Regions from separate parts of the Anas platyrhynchos genome. Here region 1 is linked to region 2. A link is a contact called in public Hi-C data. All regions are on one chromosome and are shown on one strand. Each heading gives the region's core, a stretch centred on a gene start, on an enhancer-like site or on the middle of the called end of the contact. The rest is flanking DNA. Distances are from core to core; before and after follow the strand shown. Region 1 holds the start of MBNL3 (muscleblind like splicing regulator 3). Region 2 overlaps MBNL3 (muscleblind like splicing regulator 3).

Region 1 (5,666 bases), core at 2,415-4,914, 45 kb before region 2:
ACAGATCACAGAGGCGTCTCAAGCACTCATTAAAGCCGCCTTGCAGCATCCCTGCCCCATAACTCGCGCGGGGCGATGGTTATTCCATCCACTGGCATGCAGCCACATGTCCTTGCAGGCACCTGCAGGAGGGAACTGGCTTGCAAGGTTGGTCCTGTTCCACCTCTCACAGCCACACCGGAGGTACCCGGCATGGGCGTCACCAACCTGTGCCAAGGTGCAGGCGTGTGTCCCCGGCATGCGGAGGGGGCTTAACGTCTGCTTGCACAGCAGGGAGGTGAAGGTGAGCCAGGGTTTTGCACCAGGGAATGGACAACAGGGACAGAGCTCACTCAGGATCTAATCCACCACTGCCTTGGTTTTGTTTTTCTTTGTGGCAATCAATATTTAGCTGGAAGAAAATTTGAGAGAGAAAGGTGAGACCCTCCAGAAACAAGGAGGCGCAGCAGGGTTGCAATAAGGCGTGGCAGAAAAGTTTCAAACCTAAAGTTTTCATAAATTTATGTGTGTCTACGTATACATAGATATATAAAGTATATATATATAAACATATACATATATGTTTATTTATTTTTAAAAATGTTTATTTATTTATTTACAAAATATTTTCAAAAGTGCTAGAGTTCTTTAACCTTACTGGTTATCTACATAAAGGTGGAGAGACACCCGAAGTGCTTGTTAACCAGGGCGTGCATTGGAGTACAGAAGGTTCCCAAAAACCTGTACGTGGGGCTGTTCACATTCTTTGGGCAGTGCGTGGAGGGCTGAACACAGTCCCAGCCACATTCCCCCACTTCCCTGAGTTGATACATCTTTCCCAGTGAAAATGAAATATGTTTTTTCTGTGAAGAATGTAAGTTCTTGAGAGAGCGATAAGAAGTGGTATCATCAGGAAATCTTGCAGTCAGCTGCAGGTGTACCAGCCTTCCCTCCCCCTGGGCTTGGTATCTACAACAAACACCCTACAGCACTCGGGTGCCTGAAGGATGTAACATGAGACTCTGGGCTACAAAACTTGTATATTTTGAGTTTTCAGTGAGGAAAATGAAGCACAAATCACTGGGCTCCATGTGGGAAATGAAACAGAAGAGCCTGTGAAATATGGGAGGGGGGAATCAGACTGAGCAGTCTCTCTCTGCATTCAAAACGTCTATGAACATTGTTGAAACACCATGTGACTGTGTGATTGTTTTGCATTTCTGGAAATTGCTCTGCAAGGTGCTGGGCGATAGCGAAAGCCAGCCCCTGGCGTTGCATGGCTCCCAGCACCGCTGCACTGTCACACCAGGAGCTTTGTTGTACAAAGAAAGCACAACTGGAGTCTGCTGCTTTGTCCCTGTTATAAGCAGGTAAATTAAAGGTTAGAGGGACTGTAATTTGCTTCAGGATATGGGGAGTATTGGGGCAGGACTGGGACCTGCGAGCCCTAGCTGGCAGTCCCTTGCTCTGACTTCTGCATGCCAGCTTCATTTGCTTTGTTAAAAATAACCTTGTTTATAACCTCTGTTTCATGATTCAGCTTTTCTGCAATCAACAACCGATCACCATCAGAGCAGGGTAGCATCAGATTTCGGGAGGAAGATGCAATGGGATGGTGCAGCTCAGGGATGCTCCTTGCAAAAGGGCAGTTCAATTAAGGAAATGAGGGATACCTTGTCAAAGGACTGCTCTTTCTGGGGAGGAGTTCCCCTCTCCGAGATCCCTGTGCCAAATCTAAAACTGCCTGGAGCTTCTGTTGTGCAAATCCCCACCCATCCTTCTGCCCAGCCAGAAACACCGGTGCCTCATCAATGTGCATGTGGCCCTGTGCAGGCCCAAAGGTACAGGCAAGCTTGGTTTTCCTGGTTTTCCTCACCTCCTTCTTGCCTGTAGGTCAGAACATCAGACATGCGTTGCTCTACAGACTGCAACCTGGAGCCCTACCAGCAGCACAGCTACTGGTTTTACATCTAAGGCAAGACTCATTGCCAAGAAAAATCTCCTAGAAAGTCCTGCGTGCCCGCTTTTATTCCTCACACTGCTGGGTGATGTGTCCCGTGAGCAGCTCAGCCCTCCCTGCTTTTAATGACCGTGCTGCCAGGGCTTGCTCCCCACTGTAGTCTCTTGCTGGCAAAAATCTGGCAGGGATTTGTTTTACTACTGCTTGGATGGAGTTGAGGTGAATAAAAGTGTAGCTGCTGGTGCTACCGTGCTCCTCTGGGCACAGAGGTCGGAGCAGTTGCTGTGTGAGTGGGGCCGGGAGGGGATGGCACTGGCTGCCCACGGGGTTGTCCCTGCATCCTGGACTTGGGAATGGCCCGGCTCTGGGCTGAGCAGGCCATGGCAATTTTCACCCCATTTGTCAGACAGGGAAACTAAAGCACAAAAATGCTCAGGATGGGCTTTTTCCAAAAGCATCTGGTGATTTTGGGCTAGCTATGGATTACCCTGCCATTTTCTCTCAGGTGGGCCACCTCACCGGCTGCTTCAGAAAAAGCTGGCTCCATCAATTTGCCCGCAGCTGCCCAGATAACCAGCAGCAGACATAAACAGAAGCCAGACCCCAGAGGCACAGTCCTGTGATGCAAACCTGAGATCGTCCTTCCTTTTTTAGGACCCAATCCTTTGTCCTTGCAGCAAGAGGCATAAATGCGATTTCTTTTTTTACACATCACTGTGTGTTTAATGTTTAACAGTGGGATCATTACGGTTTTATTAGCAGTATGTAATGCTTTTTCATCTTCAACTGACTTTGCAAACATTAACTAATTGATTTCAACTATGAGTTGGCATGGTGGTAACTAAGAGAAGTGATCTGCTCCTGGCCGCAGAGGAAGTCGTCGTGAGAACAGGGTGCAGAAAGCAGGGCTCCTGGTGTGCTGCTCGGACCGCCAATGCCGGCGTTTTTATTACAGCCATTTCCAGCAGGGCTGTTTTCAGGGAGGGCCGTTCCGCACGCGATAAGCGATCCTCGTCTGCCTCTTTCAGCTCCTGGTTGAGCTGGACAAAATGTTGTATGTATTGTTGAACCTCGTATAATGCTGATTTAAAAAACAAAAAAAAAAAAAGAAAAGAAAAAAAAAGAAAGAAAAAAGAAAGAAAAAAATAAAAAAATAAAAAAGAAAGGAAAAAAAAAAAGAAAAAATAGGTGATTGACTCAGTTTTCTTATGTGATCCATTGGTTGCTGGTTGTTTCCAGCTCGCCCCGACCAAATGCATAATTAAAATGTAAGTATTCGTGGGAATTAGATGCTAGAGTCAGAAACTGCTTGCAATCAGACAGCGATATCTTAAAGACGGGTCTGCCTTGAAGCATCCTGAAGCCGTCCACCCGGACACGAGCCGCAGGTCCGCAGCACGCAGCGCATGCAGGGCTCCAGCACGGCTTTGCCCCCTCCTCTCCCTCACGCTGCGCCCCCGCTGTCCCCAAAGCCACCGTCGCGAGGGGGAAGGGGCGCAGCGGGGTGACACAGCCCGCGGCTTTGGGGTCTGCGGGGACAGAGGGGACGGCTCCCGGGACGGGGAGGGAGGCGACGTGGGTTGGGGGGGGGGGGGGACCCGAGGGGCTGCGCTGCCCCGGTGCGCGGTGCCGCGCGGTGCCGTGGCGGCCGTCGGGTTGCCATGGCAGCAGCCAGGCGGCGCGGCGGCGCGCACGGCCGGCGGGGCGCGGCGCGGCGCGGCCCCGGAGCGTACCATGTGCGCCCGGCGGCGGAGGGGCCGCGACGACGACGACGACGGCGGCTGCTGCTGCTGCAGCTGCTGCTGCTGCCGCCCTGCTAGCTCCGCCGCGGCGGGCAACGGCGACCGGGAGCCGCTGCGTCAATGTAACCGCGGCGGTGGTGATGGAGGAGGGAGGGGGAGCGCGGGGAGGGGGCGCCGCTGAGTGACATTTCCACGCCGCGCGTGGCCGCTCCGCCGCGGGGAGGGCGGGCGGGGAGGGAGGGAGGCGTTAAAATGGCGGCGCGCAGCCGGCCCCCGTGCTAAACCGGCCCCCGTGGCTCGCCCCGCGCCGCCGCCACCCAGCGTGGCACGGAGCGGCCGCCCGCTGCCTGCCCGCTGCCTGCCCGCTTAGCGCCGCCGCTGCTTCCCCCCCACCCCCCCCCCCACACCTCGAGGTAAGGCCCCGCAGCGGTGCTCGGGAGCCCCCCGCGGAACGGGGAGGGGGGCGCGGAGGCGGCGCCGGGGGGAGCGGCGGGGCCGGGGGTGCGGGCTCGGTTCGGGGGGTTGGGGGGGGGTTGGGGCGCTCCGGGTCTTTGTCTGAGCCGCGGCTCGGCGCTGCCCCCCCCCTCCCTTCACCCCCCACGAAAGGTCGCCTTGCTGCCGTTCGGGTGTGTGTTTTTATTAAAAAAAAAAAACAAAAATACAGAAATAACACCAAAACGGCCCGGCCAACAAACTCACGGACTGGGTTCTGCAGTCGTCGTGGCTGCCCGAAGCGTGCCAGGCGGTTTTTCCGCGCTCGCAGCGTAGCGAAATGCCTCCTCGGCCCGAGAGGCTGAAGCAGAGTTTTAGTCCCGAAAAAGCAGCACAAAGTATTTGCTGGGCTCCCCTCCTGCTGCAGAAACGAGCGGGGGCTTTGGAGGGGGAATTTCTTTTTTTTTTTTTTTCTTTTTTTTTTTTTTTTGGACTCTTATTAAGGCATGCGCATTTGTTCATTCTTGCCACTGCACTGGAGTCTGCCTAGAAACAAAGAACACAGCCTGGCGAAGTTGATGCTGGCTCTGAAAGTGTCTGGCTTTTTTTTTTTTAATTTTTATTATTATTGTTTTCTTCGTCATTTACTTGTGCCGTGGTTAAAAGGCTCTAGATATTTCCGTGAGTTATCTCCATGTGTCTGCATAGATTTTCAGCCCCCCCCCCCCCCCCCGCCTCTGCCCCCCTCGACCCTGCCAGGCCAGGTCTCTACGCATTTCGGAAAGTGCAGCCATGATAGAGAGAGCAACTTCTCCCATTTTCACCCAGCCCCGTGGTATGACAGTTCGTGGTAGGTGTGCCTTCCGACCGGGAGCCACCCCCTTGCTGAATCATTGTGGAGCGATGGCCGGACAGCTCGTCTGCTCGGGGAGCAAAATATTCCCCCGTGGAGCATGAGGTGATGGCGAGGCGAGAAGAAAGTAAGAGACCTGTGAGCGTTCGGTTCGGGCTCGGCCGGGCGGTTGCAGGGAGCAAAACCGTCCCCTCCCGCGGCAGCAGGAGCAGTGGGTGCAGGTTTGGGCTGAGAGGCGAAACGTGCGGCGCTGCCTTGGAGGTAGTGAAACTCCGAGGGCCTGATCCTGCTGCGGAGGCTCCGGGTGTATCGAGGCTCCGTGTGTACCGCGTTTTGGGAGCAGCGTGTGAATCGGTGGTACTGTGCAGCGATGGTTATGAGCGGTAATCCAGGGATGTGTTTGTATAGATAAGCGTTTGAGCGGTGCCGTGTCCGTGCTATTTGCCTAAAACTGGGTGCTTGTTTATTCTGCGCTGGTGAAAGTCGTCAGCTTCGTTACTGCGAAGAAATAATGACTTTGGGGGGCTTGGGGCGTGTGCGTGTCAATTACTAAAGTGCTGCTTGGTGCTTCTGCCTTTATTCAAAGGATGCCAGAAAGTATGGAAGTGAGAGGTGGGATGAGCAATTTTGAGCTGGGGTGTATCAAGCAAGACTAAATTGCAGTGGTTGTTGGACATGTAATGTGATCCTGTAATTAGAG
Region 2 (5,635 bases), core at 2,354-4,853:
TGCTGACTGCTGCTCACAGTTGCCTAAAAAAGCAGGAGAGAAATTCTTTTGGGATGTGACTCTAAACCCTTCTGAGTTACGGCGTCCGCTTAAGCACATACATTTTGAAACCTTTTATGGGCATATTGCAGTGTTGCATGGGCCATGGCATGCCATCTCCTGCTCCTGAGTCTTACTTCCCTTTTTTAAGGGCAAAGCCCTCCAGACTGACGTTCCAGTTATGTGAAATACTTAAGTCGGACTTTAAGCAGTTTAGAATTACTGTGGAAAGCAAAGGACTCCTTGTGCTGAAGTGAGCTGTTGAATCAGGTTTTGAGAGAGGGAAAGCCCTTATCAGCCCTTATCCAAGGGGAAGAACTGCCTGTAGTTTCCTCTCTTACCTTTGGTTTTCCAGTTCAGAAGAGCTTTCTTCACACATGCTCACAGTCCTGCCAGCTCTGCTCGGATGTGCAAGCACAAGCTCGGTGCCTGTGACCCAGTGCAAATGCAATGCCGTGCTTGGCAAGCCCCAGGGGTTGTCTCTGCACTGAAAGGAGTGAGATGGGGCTCTAAAACCTAGCTGGCAAGTTCTAGCAGCTTTTACATTTACCCTTGTGTGTCTGTGAGTCAGAGCCAGGAGCTGGCCGAGGGAGTGCAGAGGGGTTGGTTGTGCCTACAGTGAGCTCTGGCACCTCGGTGTCCACTGTAATGTAACCTGCAGCATCGCCGGATCCACATGGGGAAGGAAGTTCAAGCCTTCCTTCGTCTAGACCTGATCTGTAACAGTAACTGATGCTGGGATTCACATAGATGTCCCAAACCTGCAAGTCCCTACCCTAGTGGGGGTTGGGGCAAATGGGATCCTTGTAAATGTGGAGCCATGCTTGGGCATGGTGTCCCGCCTTGCTGCTTCGTCAGCAAATCTACCCAGCTATTTCTCTTGATTGCATTAGCCTGATGAAGCTGGCTGCAGGGAAGAGGGTAGAAGATTCCTTCAAGGAGAATGACACTGAACGAGCACATGGAGTTGGTGGATTTCTTCAGTAGTGTAGAATCAGTTTGATGTAGTCCCTTTGCTGACAATTGCATTCTGCTGCTTGGTTCACTCATCTGAAAGACGGTGCAGTAATGTGTATTTATGTAATTGAGCTGTTTGGAAGCTTTCAAACAAATACAAACAAGATATGCCAGGTTTTCTGGAGAGCCCATAGTCTGACATCTCCCACAGAACATTTAAATAAGTGGTTAGATTTCCAAGTGAGGAGCTGAGCTCTTTGAAAACCTGCCCCTATAAATATTGTTAAGCTGGTATTAAATAAATGAATTTGAGGCACTTGGGTGAATGTTGCCCCCATACAAGCACAGTTTTATTTATGGCTTATTAATGTTGTTTTATTGCTATTCTTAAAACTGCAGAGAACCATGCAGTGACCACTTGTCCCATTTAGTCTCTCCTACTGTGTCAAACGATGGCCTTTTGATTAAAGGAAAAACCAAGGATTTGGAAAAACAGCCTTCGAAGCCTTGCTATGATGCAGCCTGCCTTAAAAGTGTTGCAATGCCAGTCTCCGTGCCTAATTGCACTTCTTGACCTCTCAGAAGCAGTACAAAGAAAATGCCTTAGACTGAGTGGAGTTGAGCTACTGTAGTAACGAGACCCTGGGTGTCTTAGATGTCCTGACTGAGTAAGCATTTCAAAACCTGACTCTGTCTAAATGAATAGCTATCAAATGTGGTTAGTTCTGCAAACAAGACTGCCTGTTACTGAAAGCCCTCTCTCCTGGAACAGAAGGGGAAACATTCTGCTTAACTCTAGCTAACGTGTTAAGGTGGTAAAATATTTCTACTGCCCATGCGATATAAAGTACATGGCACAAAAGGAGTGGTGATCTGTGCTCGCAGGAGCCTTGGCACTTCTGACATCTGACTCTCTGAACATCTGCTCAGTGTCTGGCCTTGGTGTTGGCTTTCAGTGCCTTGGTTACTCTGTCCCCGCCATCAGAAGAGTTGGAGGCTGTGATTCTGGACTGCTGGATTTTAACCTCTAGGTGTATTTTCACTTCTGTCTGAAGCCGGCACCTTGGTGTGGCTCTGTGCTGTTTCCTGTGTTATGCTTGAGCTCCAAGCTGGAAAGCTGGGATCCAGAAGTGCCTTTCCATAGCACATAGTTTAAAACTGTGGGGAAGGTACATACTCCTGAAGGAGAAAATGGGCCTGCTGAGAAATGAGTGTACTCAAACCGAGAGCACTTGCAATTCCCAAAGTTTGTGGCGAAATGTTATAGCAGATGGCCCGCTTACAACGTGGGATATTATTAGAACCATGATCAGTGCTAATAAGGTCATTGACAGTGGGGGAGGAGGTCGGTGTCTGACCTTGTTTGCAAGGTGGCAGCCTGCGCTCTAGGGGACAAGTTTTTCTCTTGCGAGAGTAGAATGTGAACACATGAAACAGGCCACTTCTGCATGCCTTAATGTGGCTGCAGAGGAGACAGAAACACTCGCTGCCCAGCCCTGCACAACTGCTGTGGGGACACTGCTTGCTGTGACCCTTGGCTGAGGTGAGCTCGCAAAGAAAGCACCCTTAAAAAGTGGAGACAAATTCTGCTTACAGTAACAGTCCCAGGATCAGGTTAGCTGGTCCTAGAGAATTAGTATGACATCAGAGGCATTGCCTGGTTCCCTGCTAACTGGTTAGTGGTGTGCACTGAGTTTTGTCATGCCTCTGCCCCCAGCACTCCCTCTGGGTGGGTCTGCATGGATCAAGTCTTCCTTTTCTAGGCACAGCCTCTCCATGTCAGCGAGTGCTGCTCCTCCGTGCATGGGGGAATTGGATCATCTCGTAGCAGAGAGAAGGGAAAAGTAGCTCAGGCTTAGAAATATTGCGACTTGAGCCTCTTGAACCTTCTCTGAGCCCAGCTGGAGAGTCGAGTCCCCATTTGGGGTTAGCAAGGCTTAGCTGCCACTGAGATGGCTGGAGAGGGCTGGTGTGCATCACTGCTAGACAGGAAGGTTTGAGGGAAAAGGCTGCTCTCATCCTCCTGGCTCCTCAGCGAAGCAGTGTCTTTTAAATGGATCAACTTGAGGCAGGCTCACATGGACACTACATTAACACAGTGTTTGCTTCTAGCTGGTCTCTTCTAAACTAGGTGTCAAAGTAAACCATGACAGACAGGAGTTTGGGGATCAGCTGGGTTGTGTTAGTGATGCCCTTCTCCCTGCCCAGCAGTACATACACCAGGCTCTGATGAGGGTTTAAGCCCTTGGCCCAGATGGTGATGCTTTAACTCTGTCTCCTTGCTTCTGCTTTGAATGTGCAGGTAGCTGCTGTGGTCACATCTGTGTGCTTATGGAGAGAAAACAGCTCTGCCCTGCCTGCATGGCCCCACTGCATCGAGGGGCTGCAGGGACAGCACGTGAAGTACCCGTCTGCTTTTGCTGGGGTCAGGATTCAGCCAGGGCAGTGCAGCCACAGGAGGGTTGCAGTTAGCCTGCCTGAGAGCACAGCCTCTATGTGACGGGGGTTCCTAAGTCCTTATTATCCGCAGGGGCATGGCTGGTGCTGGGAACAATCACATGGAGATTAGGTCCTTAAAGAGCCCCTGCCACAACTGAGCAAAGTTTGAAAACAAAACCTCAGCGTGTAATCTCAACTGCACCGGCTGATCCTGCTGACCGGCGTGTCCTCCCATTGCTGGTAGTTACCGCAGGATCAGAGCGTGAGTTGAGCTTGCTTTCTGACCATTAAGTTCAGCCTGATCGTGCATGCTCCGTTTGTGCAGCACCGTGCCACGTGTGGTACTGGGGCTCTGCTCCTGGGGGTCCCTTTTTGTGGCACTGCAGGTACAGAGTGCTGGCTGGGCTCTGAGTTTGGCAGGAGGAAGCAAGAGCCTTGCTGGGGGAGGCATTTCAGCCTATGCAGAAATGCTTGAGTAGCCCAGACAGCAGGGAAGTGAAAGCAGGAAATGGAGATGAACCTTCAAGGAGGGCTTGCAAAGTCACGCAGATATGGCAGAGGTGACTCTCAGAGGTTTGAGGTCAACTGTAGGAAGTAAAGTGCTTTACTCCCTGTGAGGGAATCTTGTTGCATAAAACTGGATTTCTGAGGCACAGGCTTGTCTTCTGATGCAGTGTTGCTTCTTCCCAAACTCTGGAGTGGCAGGTGTTAAAAATGCATCTGGTGCTTTTTGCAGGCGTCCTCCCAAATCTCACTCCAATGTCACAAGACTTGCAGCCTTATTCCAATGCCTAGCTTCTCCTCCTTTCTGCTCTGTATCCTCCTCCCCTCTGGGTTTATTTGTCCCCGAGCCCTCCTGCAGCTCCGCTGCCCCTCTCCACCCCTGTCATTAGATGGTGGTGTCAGTGGGGACTGAACGAGGCAACCTGGGCAGTCTCCTCAGCCTCTCCCTCCTCCTGTTGCTTCTGTGGTCACTTTTTAGTTCAGTGCACCTGGTACACTTGCAGATAAGCAGTAATCATCACAGTTACCTCCCTGCAGACTTTGGCTCCCTGCTGTGTCAATCGTGTTGCCTGTAAAGCCCCCGTTGCATTCTGAGGTGTAGGAGCTGGAACAAGGCGAGCAGGCTGAGTGACTCAGAGGTGCTCAGAGCTGGGGAGCTGTCAGCTTGATGAAAGTAGGCCAGAGATGTCTGAAACATTCATGGGGCCGGGAGAGGTGGATGGCAGGGGGGAATAGCTCCCGGGAGCTCCTGGGGCTGGCACATGGGGTGGGAAGGCTGGGCACAGGCACGCCAGCCTGAGTGGCAGGGGCTGGCTGCCCACCATGCTGTAGCAGGGGGCGGATTATCCAGCACTGCCTCCCCACCAGCTCTGTGTCACACTTCTGTCACCGGAGCCCACTCAAACGTTTGGTTTGTGAGCCACGGTTTGGAGCCTTTAGGAAAAAAAGTGCCTCGGGGGCTGAGAGGCAAATGGATGGGGTTGCTTTCAGCTGGCGATGCGGAGGTGGGGAGAGCACCGTGTCTATTGCTGGGAGGTAGGAGCTCAGCACCCAGGGCCACGTGGCCGCAGCTCTGCAGCTGCAGCAAGGAGAGGCTCATCTGGAGGCTCGCTTCCAAGTGAATTGTCTGCCTGAGTTAGCAAGTCTTTGAGGAGGGAGCGCAGAAGTGGTCTCCTGCAGAGCCTGTGCGCACAACTTGCAGGCTGAATTCAATTGCCTGGATGTGAAATGCAATGGAGTCAGTCCTCCTGCGAGTCTCAGCAGAATCATAACTGGATGCTTTCCCCCCCTTGCTGTCACACGGCCTCATGGTTATGGAGGATCAGTAATTTGGAGATGATTCATAAAGAATGGTAGCAAGCAGTTCTACATTGTAGCTTCCTACAGTGCAGAGAGACATGGCAGAGAAGGGGGCTCTTCATGTGGCAGATCTGCGGAGTGACTGAGGCTGCTCCCAGCAATAGTGTTGTTTTTTCCACCAAGTCTTGTGTATTGAGACTGTGAAAACTCTTCAGGCAAAGACCGTCTTGTTCTGTGTTTGGGTAGTATTCAGAGCAGGACCCAGAGCTGTCTCATCGATGAGTGTTTGTATTCCTACAGACAAAAATCCCCTGTTGTGGCCTTGTGTGATGTAGCGCAGAGTGGATTAAAAGGATTTTGATTGCTGTTGTTTTTGTGTTTTTCTGTGTGGGTTTTT

The links. A called contact is a pair of places that touch in the nucleus more often than the background predicts.
Region 1: a contact with region 2 is called in a Hi-C map of liver, with 1.7 times the contacts expected there. The contact joins the promoter of MBNL3 here to the enhancer-like site in region 2. A contact is called at or near these places in 2 of 8 Hi-C or Micro-C datasets (liver and subcutaneous adipose tissue).

The regions. Positions count from the first base shown.
Region 1 is chr10:16,246,580-16,252,245 of IASCAAS_PekinDuck_T2T, reverse strand. It overlaps MBNL3 (muscleblind like splicing regulator 3), which reads left to right and starts at 3,664. Exons shown (of 9, transcript XM_038184674.2): 1 at 3,664-3,803. LOC119717963 (a long non-coding RNA gene) reads right to left here and starts at 4,802. Exons shown (of 2, transcript XR_005268429.2): 1 at 4,381-4,802; 2 at 2,635-3,020.
Region 2 is chr10:16,201,184-16,206,818 of IASCAAS_PekinDuck_T2T, reverse strand. All of the region lies in intron 1 of MBNL3 (muscleblind like splicing regulator 3), which reads left to right. Among named protein-coding and RNA genes, the nearest start is that of MBNL3, 45 kb to the left of the region's middle. Within about 2 kb of position 3,603, at least 1 of the 8 cell types and tissues checked has an H3K27ac peak or open chromatin away from gene starts, as enhancers often do.